Regions from separate parts of the Oryctolagus cuniculus genome. Here region 2 is linked to region 1. Evidence: chromatin contacts called from public Micro-C data. All regions are on one chromosome and are shown on one strand. The core of a region is the stretch at or near the end of the contact, and the rest is flanking DNA. Distances in the headings are between cores, read along the strand shown.

What was found. Hi-C and Micro-C count contacts between places; a contact is called where the count stands out from the background.
Region 2: a contact with region 1 is called in a Micro-C map of ear pinna, with 4 times the contacts expected there. The contact joins the promoter of LOC100346633 here to the promoter of CD164 in region 1. A contact is called at or near these places in 3 of 6 Hi-C or Micro-C datasets (ear pinna, psoas muscle and an unstated tissue).

Annotation. Positions count from the first base shown.
Region 1 is chr5:62,010,115-62,016,815 of mOryCun1.1, reverse strand. It overlaps CD164 (CD164 molecule), which reads right to left and starts at 3,407. Exons shown (of 6, transcript XM_017345316.3): 1 at 3,072-3,407; 2 at 464-550. The coding sequence starts at 3,252. LOC138849788 (a long non-coding RNA gene) reads left to right here and starts at 3,676. Exons shown (of 2, transcript XR_011388959.1): 1 at 3,676-3,842; 2 at 4,516-5,056.
Region 2 is chr5:62,209,177-62,215,877 of mOryCun1.1, reverse strand. It overlaps LOC100346633, which reads left to right and starts at 3,133. Exons shown (of 47, transcript XM_070073713.1): 1 at 3,133-3,292; 2 at 6,159-6,231; 3 at 6,494-6,604. The coding sequence starts at 3,156. It overlaps LOC103349861 (a long non-coding RNA gene), which reads right to left and starts at 1,645. Exons shown (of 3, transcript XR_517973.4): 1 at 1,477-1,645.

The DNA of each region.
Region 1 (6,701 bases), core at 2,158-4,657:
AGATGTGCACACTATCCTAAATGTTAAGAATTTTCGGGGCTGACACTCTGGCATTTAGCAGGTAAAGCCCCAGCCTGCAGTGCCACCATCCAATACAAGTGTGGGTTCAAGTCCCAGCTGCTCTAATTCCAGTCCAGCTATGACCTGGGAAAGCAGAAGATGGGCCAAGTCTTTGGGCCCCTGCACCCACATGGGAGACTTAGAAAAAGCTCCTGGGTTTGTATTGGCTCAGCTCTGGCCGTTGCAGCCATTTGGGGAGTGAACCAGTGGATGGGAGACCTCTCTTTTCCTCTCTCTGCCTCTGTAACTCCACCTTTCAAATAAATAAATAAATCTTTAAAAAAATGTTTCAAATTTTCAGGACTATTTTTTCAACTTAAGATTTTATTTGGATTATATTTTTAAATGTTATAACAAAATAGTTTTGTACTCTCAAAATCAGAGCAACCCCCAAACCTCTTACCTTTACATTCTATCCAAAAGCAGGTATTATTAATAGCACTGCTAATATTAAAACAGGAAGCACAGCTGTCATGGCTCTCACACGTTTCTAGGGAGCAAAATGTAGGAAATTGATGAATTAATTGGTATCTCATTTGGGTTTGTTCTACTTATCTTTTTTGAATTAGCACTATATACAGTACCAGAATTAGTAATTCAGAGAAATGGTAGAACTGTATATATGGTTTACCAAGAAACTGCAGTCATCACAAATTATGAAGCCTTAAGTAAACACAACAGGAAAACAAACAAGTAGCAGGCACACTTGGCACCTGCATGTACCCATCTAAACAATCCTTTTTCGCAGGGCTGCTATTTGAAAGATGCCCAGAGCCGCTCGCGGTCATGCAGCATTTTACAGCATCCTTAAACTACAAAAATTCTGAGAAAAAGGCTGTTACACAACCAGCAGGACACGTAGGGGAATACCTGCCACGATTCAGCAGGTGGAGGAGACACTGGGATTTTTAATAGCAATGATTATGTATTAAGCTCCGATGCTGCCATTCTGAAATGAGGTGCTTTTTCAGAGAATCAAGATTCTTCGATATGCTATTTACACAGTCCACCACGACCTTTAACAAGTCTGAAAGGTGTCTGCCAAAAGTTTTAAGGGGCCAGCGCTGTGGCACAGTGCTTGCCAGCATCCCATATGAGCATGGGGTCAAGTTCCAGCTGCTCCACTTCCGATCCAGCTCCCTGCTAATGGCCTAGGAAAGCAGCCATGGACAGCCCAAGTCCTTGGGTCCCTGCACCCACGTAAGAGACCCAAAGGAAGCTCCTGGCTCTGGATCGGCCCAGCTCCTGCCATTGCAGCCATTTGGGGGAGTGAAGCCAGTGGATGGAAGATCTCCCTCTCTTTCTTACTCTCTCTGTTACTCTACCTTTCAAATAAACGAATGAATCTTTAAAATACAAAGTATGTCTAAGCCAAACAGTACAGGAACAAACTCAAGGAAAGCTTCCAACACACGTTCTCATTTGCCCCCTCCACCCCCTCAAAATGGTCCTGCAGAGCTGTGGCATTGTAATATCTTATTTCTAGTAGGCATGGAAGGCCTACTGGGGTAGAGGACTGACAAAGCAGGAAAGTCTTGGAAAACAGACGTTATCTTTCACTAGAGGCACCCTTCAAAGTCCTTTACTACTCCCTCTAGTCCTTCACACTTGATGTTGGTTGTAGCTGAGGGAATGTTAGTTACAATAAACTGAACCTGCTACTTTGCAGGCTGCAGCTTATCAAACTATAATTTCCAGAAGATACAAATTATCTCCTTTGCATGCATTTCAATTACACAAAAGCAATTACTTGGTTTCCAAGCCTCTCTTTAAATTAAAAAAAAAAAAAAAGGGAAAAAACCACACACATTACAAACTGCCAAATAAGCAAGAGACAGAAAATATTCTGCTCTATCATGGTAAAAACAGTGCGGTTAGAATTTCCAGCACTGAACTGCAATTTACTTTCCTCGCTTTTAAATGTTTGAATCCTACCATTTAATCTTCCTGAATGTAACAAAACACGAGCTATTACGATTGCTGACTTCTTAAACTCAGCGACTGTACGATACTAAGGCCAGGGAAGACGCCGCAGAATATGATCAGCATGAGAAAAATGCCTTGGTCAAGTCGTTCCACCTCAGCCAGGCTTCAGTCCAGTGAGTTCCTCCTTACCCAGTAACAACCAGAGTAACCAATCGCACTACACTGCGGGCTTTGAACATCCAGTTTCTTCTCCTTAATACTTCCAATGCACTTTCCCTCCCTCTTCTGCCTTGTCGAAGCACACGCCAATTTCTGCCACGATCCGTGTACGGCTTCACCCGTCCTCCTCTCCCGCACAGCTGAACAAAAGGTGTGTTCCAGAAAACCTACAGGCCTGGCTTCCAAGCCAACTCCACAACCTACGAAACCCAACGCCCCCGAGGACTCCCTTCCCCGTCCGCCTTCCGGCGGTGCCCCGAGCCCCGAAAGCCGCACCTGCAGAGCGCACGCGGGCACGCGCTGGGCACCACTTCTCTGCACACCGCACGGTGTCCAGTGTTCACGATCTATGTGCTGGACCTCAGATACCGCCCGCAGAGACCCGCAAAACCAGGGCAATCACACCTCCAGCGACTCGCACACTCGGACCCCAGCCCGACACCCAAGCGAGCGCTCAGCGTTAAGTTTCTCTTTCCGTCTTGCGCCCACTTCCGGAGAAGCCTCCCTCGGGAGACGGCCCCGGGGACAGGAAAGTTCGGTCTCGCCGCCAACTCCGGAGGCGTCGCCTCGCCCCATCACCAACCCCACAGCTGCCACCGCGGAAGGAAGCCACGTCCCCTCGTCCGCGCCTAAGGTCAAGCTAGGGACTACCACGCGGTTTTTAAAGACCACCGCAGCGTGCGATGCTCTCGGGGGTCGGAAACAGCCCGATGGCGCCCGGAGCGCGCCCCGGCCGCCCCGCGAGCGGACTCGGGGCGGGCCGCCATGTTGTCGGAGTCGCCGCCACGGCCGGACCCGCGCGCACGGGCGAAGGCGTGCGGCCGGGAAGGGCGGGCGAGCGCGGGACTCCCAGGGCCGGCGCCCACCTAGTGCTGGAGGGGTGGTCGACGGGGAGGGCTTCAGCGACGTCGGCACTATCTTGGAGGGCGTTAAAGTCGGAGTTTCAGTCCCGTTCGGGGTCACGGTGGTGTTCGAGTCCACGGACAGGACGCAGAGCGCGGCCAGGCAGGTGGCGGCCCAAAGTAGCGGGCGGGAGAGGCCTGACATCGTGTCCTCGGCGCTGGTGTCCACGCGAAAGCTGCAGCGCACTACGCTGGCTCAGTCCCTCCGTCCCCTGCGGCGCCGCCTCCAAGACTTGGCTCCCCTGCGGGAGCGCGCTGAAGTCACGTGAGGGGCTGCGCCCACGGCGTGGGGGCGGGGCCAGGGGAGGCGGGGCTCGGGCTATACCAACGGGAGACCTAAGGGGGAAGAGCATGGACGTCCTGAAGCAGCCGAGGCAGGCTGTCCCTCAGGGAAACTGTAATAAAGCAAGAAATAGGTACAGAAGCTGGAAATTGTTTTTCTTGGCCTCCGATTATCACGCAGGATGTGACTAGGCTTTTCTCGTACCTCCTATAGGAAAGCTCCCCCCACCCTGGCTTGGATGGAACGACCCACGTGACGTGGCGTAAGGCCTCCACCTGAGCGCCAGGAGAGGCCGGGTGTCCGCGTCCCCACGTGACCTCAGGGCCGGTCCTCCCGGACCCGCGGCCCAACGGGCGGAAGTTGTTTCTGGGCGGCGCTCGCCGAAGTCAGGGAAGGAGTAAGTTCGCCCTGTGCTGGCGTGTCCCCAGATAGGGGCCGTGCCCCATCGGAAGGTGGGTTTTACTGAAAGTAGTCCTCATTGGGACTCCCCGGGGAGATGGGAGACACCGCCTGGTTAAGGAGTTTGTGCTCTGCCGCCCACGCAGTGCGAGCGGCTCAGATCTGCAGCCTCCCAGCCAGGGCCGCCCACTGTCCCGCCTCTGCTTTCCCGCTTCGCCGGCCTGACTTTTCCGAGTTGCCGTTTGCGTTGGCGGCAGCCGGGGCCGGTGTGTCCCTCTTGTACCGCTGGAGTCAGCATCCAGGGCGGTGCAGTTGGAAGGCCGTCGGGTCCGTCCCCACCCCCCACGTTCCCGGTGAGGAAATCGAGACTGAGAAAAGTGACCTCTACCCGCAGAGCTGGATTGTTGAATGCCTGTTACAGCGGTCCGACGCTGCTGTGCCTTTCGGTGAGGGTGAGCGCCATCTGACGTCCACTCTCGAAAAATAGCGGCGGTATTGGAGATGCTTATATCCGATGCTGAAAGTTAGACTTTGATAGCTGGATTTCATGCCATCTGTTTCAGCTGCTTTATATTTATCATGTAATTTTAATCGTGGGTGTGTTTCCTCAACACAGACTGCTTCCGTGGAGGTCTGTTTTGCCGTGTTTCAAACACCAGAAAGATGACAGCATACCCGAGTTAGCATTTGTTTGGCGTCAGGTTTAAAGTTTTTATCTCCACATAGGATCTGGATCAGTGGGGTCCTCCTGCACGCTCATGACTGAACGTTCTGTTGGCTGCACGGCTTGGAGGTTTGCTCGGATGTAAACAGGAAAGTGCTGGTTTCTGATCAGTTCTGTGAGCAGAAGCATGAGAAGGCAGTCAAGTATGTGAGATCCCTCCATCAGCCTTTCAACCAGACATCTGCTCTGCTCTCAGCACACCCCACGCACTGTATTTGGCCCATGACCGTCAGACACCCAGACTAAATGAAGGCACTAGTCAACCTTTTTTTTTTTTTTTTTTTTTTTTTTAAGATCATCATAGAGGTGGGCTTTAGCAGGGCAGTTAGGACAACTGCATCCCATGCTGGAGTGTGTTGGTTTCAGTCCCAGCCGCACTCACTCCAGCTTCCTGTTAATGTGCACCCTTGGAGGCAGGTGCTGGACATTGGTGTGAAGGCCTGGATTGAGTTCCAGGCTCCTGGCTGCAGCCTGGCCCACTTGCGCGACAGAGTGGAGCTTTGTTTCTCTGCTTTTCAAATAAAATGAAAATGAATAATTTAAGTGTCTGTGTACTAGAAGTTCTGCTTCCTCTTCATACCTCAGTGGGTTATCTTGTTTCCACCCTAGAATGAACACACCCCACTCCGGAGGCCATTGTTTAAAAATTTGTCACCTGGATGTTCAGCTGTAGTCCGCGGATTTTCCTTAGTCCTGATAAAGGAACATTCCACTCTTAAGACTAGAAAAACATTGGTTTATTTTATTTTACATTACATGTATTTTATAGAACCAGATCAAGGAGGAATCCCAAAGTCATTCTCACCATTCCAGAGAAACAGCCTGATTTCCATTTCCTAATGGGCAGGGTTTCTCAGCCTTGCCTCTGCTGAGATATTAGGTTGGCTAGTTCTTGCGTGTCTTATGCATTAGAGGATGTTTATTTTAGTAGCATCCCCTGCCCTGTACCCAGGAGGTGCCAGAAGCACCCCCCCCCACCCTTCAGTTGTAACAACATTAAAAAAAAAAAAAAAAACCCACAACTTCCAACATTACTGTATGTCCTCTAGGGAAAAAATAGTCCACAACTGGGAACTGCCAGCCTGGAGGCCTCTGTCAGCAAGGTCAGCTGCCGCTCGGGCTTCCTCCTCTAAGAGACCTTGCCTGCACTGCAGTCATTATTGATTGGTTGTTAGAGTCTCCTTTTCTAACTATTGAAAGCAACAAGCAGAATGCTTCTGTGAGTCCTGGCAGGATGAGTTCCTCTTAATTTATTTTTTAAATATTTAGTTTATTTATTTGAAAGAGTTATATAGAGAGGTAGACAGAGAGAGGTCTTCCATCTGCTGGTTCACTACCCAGATGGCCACAACAGCCAGAGCTGAGCCGATCCGATCCAAAGCCAGGAGCCAGGAGCTTCTTTTGGGTCTCCCACATGGGTGCAGGGGCCCAAGGACTTGGGCCATCTTCTACTGCTTTCTCAGGCCATAAGCAGAGAGCTGGATTGGAAGTAGAGCAGCCGAGACTCGAACCGTTGCCCATATGGGATGCCAGCACTGCAGGCAGTGGCTTTAACTTGCTGCACCACAGCGCCAGCCTCTGCTTCTAATTTTTTTTTTTTTTTTCTGACAGAGTGGACAGTGAGAGAGAGAGACAGAGAGAAAGGTCTTCCTTTGCCGTTGGTTCACCCTCCAATGGCCGCCGCGGCCGGCGTGCTGCAGCCGGCGCACCGCGCTGATCCGAAGGCAGGAGCCAGGTGCTTTTCCTGGTCTCCCATGGGGTGCAGGGCCCAAGCACCTGGGCCATCCTCCACTGCACTCCCTGGCCACAGCAGAGGGCTGGCCTGGAAGAGGGGCAACCGGGACAGAATCTGGCGCCCCGACCGGGACTAGAACCCGGTGTGCCGGCGCCGCTAGGCGGAGGATTAGCCTAGTGAGCCGCGGCGCCGGCCTGCTTCTAATTTTTTAAACAGAAAATCAGATCGTTTGGATTATCATCTCCCAAACACACACAGCAACACTGCGAACAGGATACCACCTTAAGGATCAGTAATATGCAGGGGCCCCTTCGGAATCAGAGTTTGGCCCCTCTACCTGACAGCACGGTGCAGAAACTGAAGCAACCTGTGGTAAAGGGGAAGCCGTAAATACAGCGCTAAGGGGCTGGGAAACCAGGGACGTGGCCCGTGGAGACTTGAACTTAAATAAGG
Region 2 (6,701 bases), core at 1,884-4,383, 200 kb before region 1:
ACCAGCGTCTCCTTGGTTTCTGGCAAGGATCTCGTGCTGTGTCACATAGTGGTGGAAAGGCAGGGAGGGGAAGCAGGCGCGTGGAGAAGGAGCACGGGTTTCCAGAGAAGGAAGCGAGGGACAGCTAAGCACGCTGAACTCGCTTCTAGCAGTCACCCCTCACGGTAACCAGTCCAGCTCCCAAGAGCAAGCACTCATTCCCTAAACTCCCCTGTTAACCACCTGACCCCCTCTCAACGCTGCCACCTTGGGAACCAAGCCTCACGAGGAGTTTTAGTGGCAACACAGCATCTCTAAGCCGTGGCACCATCCAAGCCCCCTCTCACCACCCATTAAACACCCTAGCCTTATCTTTCTAGCTTTGTCTTACAGTTAAAATGTGCCACTTTTTCAACACATAAAACAGGATTTTTATATAATTTTTATTTTCATTTTAGTTTTTAACAGATTCAGTGTGATTTGTAGGTATAATTCTAAGAACATAATGATATTCTTTCCTCACTCCCTCCTACCCTCTCCCTCTCTCACCCTCCTTCCTTTTCTCTCTTTATTTTAGTTTCTGAGGTAGTGTACTTTATTTTTTAAAGATTATTTATTTGAAAGTCAGACTTACACAGAGACAGGAGAGGCAGAGAGAGAGAGAGAGAGAGAGAGGTCTTCCATCCAATGATTCACTCACTCCCCAATTGGCCGCAACAGCCAGAGCTGTGCTGATCCAAAACCAGGAGCCAGGAGCTTCTTCCAGGTCTCCCATGTGGGTGCAGCGGCCCAAGCACTTGGGCCATCTTCTACAGCTTTCTCAGGCCATAGCAGAGAGCTGGATTGGAAGCGGAGCAGCTGGGTCTCAAACTGGCACCCATGTGGGATGCTGACACTGCAGGCCAGGGTATTAACCTGCTGTGCCACAGCGCCAGCCCTGAGATAGCATATTTTAAATACATTATAATAAAATACTTCTCTTAATAATGCTTCACTTATAATACTTCTCTTAATAAGAAGTTTAACAGGTAAAAAGCAAAAAGAACCTAGTTTCATGGGAATATGAACAATTGCTATAAACAATAATTGAATGGAAAAATGATCATTTCACCCAAATATTAAAATATTAAAGTAATCACAGATCATTACAACCATAAAAAAATCAGTATTTCTTTAATCAAGTTAGTTACATGTACTGATTTTTTAAAAACACGATGGAAGAAATTCCTGAGAATCTCTTTTCTGGTACTAAACGAGGGCCCACGGCTTGCCTGGCACACAGTAGGTGCTCAATAAATGAACCCCCCCATCCTTAGTCATTTGTCTCTTGGAAGTCGAACCTGCCCGCTCAGCAGGCGTGGATTCCTCTGGGTTGCTACCATTGTCCAAGACTAACTTTCTATGTTAGTTTTCTGAACACTGTACTTGACTGTGTAGCAAGCTAAACAGTGCCGGATTCAACGTTCTCGTTTCTGAGCCGTCAACGTGGACACTCACCAGGAAAGGAAGGCGGAGGGTCTGCGCTGGGGAGGAGGACCCGCCAGGCTGCGGGGCTGCCGCTCTTGGCTGCCAGTTGGAATGCAGCTGTCAAGGCAGCTGTTTCACTGTTTGTCCAACTTGAGCGGCCACTGCCAAGTGGCAAATATTTTTCCTGACAACATTTCACTTTTGCTAGGAACAATAACAATGCATTGTATCGCGGCCAAACGGGGCAGGTCTGTGACTCAGCAGGTTCACGGCCTGGGCCAAACATGGATGTTCCTTTTCGTGGCCAGTGCTTTTATGAAAAGAATAAATGGGCCCCCAAAGGAAGCCTGGACACAAAACAGCTTAATTATTTGTTGAAATGACAGCAGAGTGGAGAAACTGACATATCCCTGGAAGGAAAAAGTGACGATCTAGAAATTGGGGAAAAAAACCAGTCTCATTGCTCTCTGTGTAGTGTGACCTAGGAGTGACTTTACTCCAACTTGTCCAGGACAAGTGCAGGCAGCAGCAACGTGAGGAAACGCATCATCTGTTGAATCCCATGCAGCTGACAGAGCTCAGGACTTCTGGGTCACACAGTTAATCCACACTGTAAATTAGAATACCACAGCCTAGTACTTAGCAAACAATTATGTTGAACTTGACAGGGTGGGTGAGGTGAGAAGTCAGCAGCTATTTTTATTTAATGGTAAAATCAAGTATGCCAAATGTAGGCGAACAAAATTAAGAAAACATGCTGTGGCACAGCGGGTGAAGCTGCCATCTGCAACGTGAGCATCCTCTGTGGGCACCAGATTGAGTCCCAGCTGCTCTGCTTCCAATCCAGCTCCCTGCTGATGGCCTGGGAAAGCCGTGGAAAACGGCCCAAGTGCTTGCACCCTTCCACCTCCTTGGGAGAACTGGAGGAGGCTCCTGGCTCCTGGCTCCTGGCTCCTGGCTTCAGCCTGGCGCCAGCTCTGGCCATTGTGGCTACTTGAGGGGAGGATGAACCAGCAGATGGAAGATTCTCTCTCTCTCTCTCTCTCTCTCTCTCTCTCTCTCTCTCTCTCTCTCCTTTATAACTCTGACTTTCAAGTAAATAAATACATCATTAAAAAAACTGCATTCAGATGCGTAAGTACAAGTTCTTCCAAACTCAATTGTGCGTGGATCACAGTCAGGTTAGGTAACTCTCTGTCCTTGCTGGACTCTCCCTTGCCAGAATTGTGCACCTTCAGAAAAGCTCCTGGAGAAATTCTCTAGGTGTATAGAGAGTTCCTGTACACACTCGTTGCCTGCTCCCGTTGGAGTGATGTTGGAAGTCAGCTGTAACTGCTATTCACAGCCTTGAGTGTGTGACCCCTCCCCACCCCTGCCTTTGTGAAGACTGCAGAGGTGGGGAAGGGGATGAGCTCCCTTTAATAAACCCCTATGGTCAAAGCTGGAGCAGGCATTTCTGAAGATGAACTGGGCTGCGTGGTCGCTGGAGATTCCAACCTACTTTTTTTCCCTCTATACAACTAAATTGTCATACACAACAGCAGTCTGGCGGTTTCTTTAAATTGCAAACACACATGTGTCTACAGAGTTGACATAGCTTTTTGGACAAAGATCAAGTCCCACCCACTGGCTAGTGATCGCCGAGGAAATCCATCACAAGTTTCATGCTCTTGTTTTCCAGGGATGCAGAAAAACAGCCACCACAAGGCATGGATGAAACTCACAAGCTCGCATCCACGGAGAGGACCCAGCTGTTGGAGAAAGAACTGGCCGTGCGGCTGGCCGAACTGAAGTCTGAGCTAGAAGGGCAGGGGCCTTTCTGGGGAACATCTAACAGAGCTTACAGGTAGTCGCTGGCGGTGGGCAGGCGGGGGCTCAGGGCCTGTTCTCCGTGTGCTCTCCATCAGCCCCTGGCTGTCTTCGCGTGGACGGTGGACACCATCTCAAGCTCAGTTAAGTGGCATCCAAACAGCAGCGGCATCCAGTGCCCCTGAGACCTTATGGCATTCTACAATAGTCAGGGTGGACTGAAGCAATGTCTCACCAAAGAAAACCGCAAAGTGCTTCTGGCTTCAAATTCCAGGAGCTGACACACCGATCCTACTCAGTGCAAAGAGATCTCACTTTACCCAATGGTATTTCGAGCTTGACCTTGATGTTGATGAGAAATTTTGAAATCTGAGATAATGCTAGGGACCTGCTCATGAATTCTTTTAAGAGCTAGTCCATCATAAATGCTGCCAACGACAGCAATGAAATTCTTTTATAGAACGTGGCACCCAAATCAGCCCCTAAGTGACAGGCCTCCTGGACCTGCGTCCATTGTGTCTCTGTTCACGGTACGACCACTGTTGATCAAAGCAACACTGCTAGGCTGAGCAAGTGTGACGTGGATGGGGGAAGGGTGTGAGAGGTCAGGAGAAGAGGCAGGGAGCAGGTGAAGTGGCCCACCATCCTGAAGATGATTCTGAAAAACCAGCATTTGGCATGTTTCTGAGATGGGTATTTAAAGCCATTGGGTGCCTGATGTGTTCCCAGCACTGCCAAGCCTTGGGGTGTGTCTGACACAAAATCAGGAGAGCCGCGTTCCTGGGCCTGGGGTCCCACAGCCCAGTGCAAGTCCATGGTGATGACTGTGCCAGAGGCCAGAAAAGCTCCCCCAGGGCTAATCTCTGAAGAACCAACATTCAGTGTGTTTCTGTGATGGGTATTTAAAGCCATTGGGTGCCAAAGCAGAAAGTATGCTTAGGATCATTTCCAGAAGATTCCATGTTTTTTTTTTTTTTTAAAGACTTATTTTATTTATTTGAAAGGCAGAGTTACAGAGAAAGAGAGAGGTCTGAGAGAGATCTCCCATCCACTGGTTCATCCCACAAATGGTCACAATAGCCAAGGCTGGGCCAGGCTGAAGCCAGGAGCCTGGAAATCCATCCAGGTCACCCACATGGGTGGCAGGGACCCAAGCACTTGGGCCAGCAACTGCTGCTTTCCCAGGCACATTAGCTGTAGCTGGATCAGAAGTAGAGCAGCCGAGACTCGAAATGGCGTGCATATGGGATGCCAGTGTCACAGGCAGTGGTTTTACCTGCTCCACCACAGCAACGGCCGATCTGTGTTTAATATTTAAGGGTCGTTTTCATCCCTAGGTAATTCAGGAAGAATAGCAAGATAAAAACATTTGACTGCAATGACCAGATGCGGGTTTTATGTGTCAACCCAGATGAGAACGAAGTAAGGTTACGTGGGGCAGACAGATGAGGGAAATACAGCTTCCCATCACATGTGCCTCCCTGTACTCTGGAGTAGGAAACTGTGTGGTAGATCCGGGCCAGCAGGGAGGTGAGAACAACTGGCCCAGAGAAAGTTTCAGCAACCGTGAGGCACACCTGAGAAAGACTGTGACCAAGACAGAAGATCGTGGCCTTCCTGAGCCCCTGAGAATCCTGTGTAATTTGATGCCAGGGGACTTCTGAGAGCTCGTGGTAATGTGGAATGAAAAGACAGGTTTATTTTGTTGCAAAAGATGTTTAAATCATGCAATATTTTCATTATTTGCATCTTCATTTTAAAAAAGGATGTATTAATTTATTGGAAAGGCAGAGTTACAGAGATAGAGAAGAACAGAGAGATCTTCCATCTGCTGGTTCACTTTATTTTTTTGAAAGATTTATTTTAGGAGGTTGGTGCAGTGGCATAGCCGGTAAAGCCGCTGCCTGCAGTGCTAACATTCCATATGGGCGCTGGTTTGAGTCCTGGCTGCTCCTGTGCTGATCCAGCTCTCTGCTATGGCCTGGGAAAGCAGTGGAAGATGGCCCAAGTCCTTGGACCCCTGCACCTGCATGGGAGATCTGGAGGAAGCTCCTGGCTCCTGGCTTCAGATCGGTGCAGTTCCAGCCATTGTAGCCAACTGGGGAGTGACCCAGTGGATGGAAGATCTCTCTCTGCCTCTCCTTCTCCCTCTGTGTAACTCTGACTTTCAAATAAATAAATACATCTTTTTAAAATTTTTATTTTATTTATTTGAAAGAGTTACAGAGAGAAGCAGAGACAGAGAGAGAGGTCTTCCATCCGCTGGTTCACTCCACAAATGGCCACAATGGCTGGAGCTGTGCCGATCCGAAGCTGGGAGCCAGGAGCTTCTTCTGGGTCTCCCACATGGGTGCAGGGGCCCAAGGACTTGGGCCATCCTCCGCTGCTTTCCTAGGCACATTAGCAGGGAACTGGATCAGAAGTAGAGCAGCCAGGAGTAGAACTGGCACCCATATGGAATGCCAGCGCTTCAGGCCAGGGCTTTAACCCACTGCGCCACAGCACCATCTCCTGGTTCACTTTCCAAATGGCTGCAACAGCTGGGACTGAGCAATCCAAAAGCAGAACTTCCTCCGGATCTCCCATGTCAGTGGCAGGTCCCAAGCATTTGGGCCATCTTCTACTGCCTTCCCAGGAGCATAGCAGGGAGCTGGATTGGAAATGGAGCAGCTGGGACTTGAACACATGCTCATATGAAATGCCAGCATTGCAGGTAGTGGCTTCGTTCGTTGCACCACAACCTTGGTCCCCATTATATTCATTTTCTACAAACTTTGGTGATTTCTGATATTCCTATTTGTAAACAGGCAGCTGTGAAGTTATGGGTTATCCAGGGCCTACCTAAAACCTGCTCTAGTATACTCTCCATAATTACAGCTTCCATTGTATACATCTTTCTGCAGCTCTGTTCAGATACCGAAAGACATTTCTTACTTTAGAAGAGAACGGGAACTGGCACTCCAGAGAACCTTACAGGTGAGTAGGACAGAGGGCTATTTTATCCAAGAATGAGTTCAATTTTGTTAACATGTTGGGAACTTTTAGCAGGAAATGTTTATTTGTGCCAACATACAGGCAATGTTATTGGCAGTGGGTTCTAGAACAAGACAGCCCAGTATTCAGCTCCCTGCTGGGTTAGATAGGTCCACTACATCCTTGGAGATGGCTGATTTTTGTGATGTTTGGCATTTTCTGGTTTCTTGACCTGAAATGTTAAAGACCAGTTATTTGGGTTTAGGTGGCCACGGCGAAGCCCCTTGTTATTCAGGCAGATGTCCTGCAGAGGGAGCTAGAGAGCTGCCTAAGAAGAGAGTACACTCCGGAAAACCTACCTTTGCTTCTACTGCAGGTAAGGGTCATTTTGCAATCTGAGAAACACATCTGGAGTACAGCAGATATATGAACAAAGCTGGCTTCCTGGTGTATCATCTGGCTAGGGTAGGGTT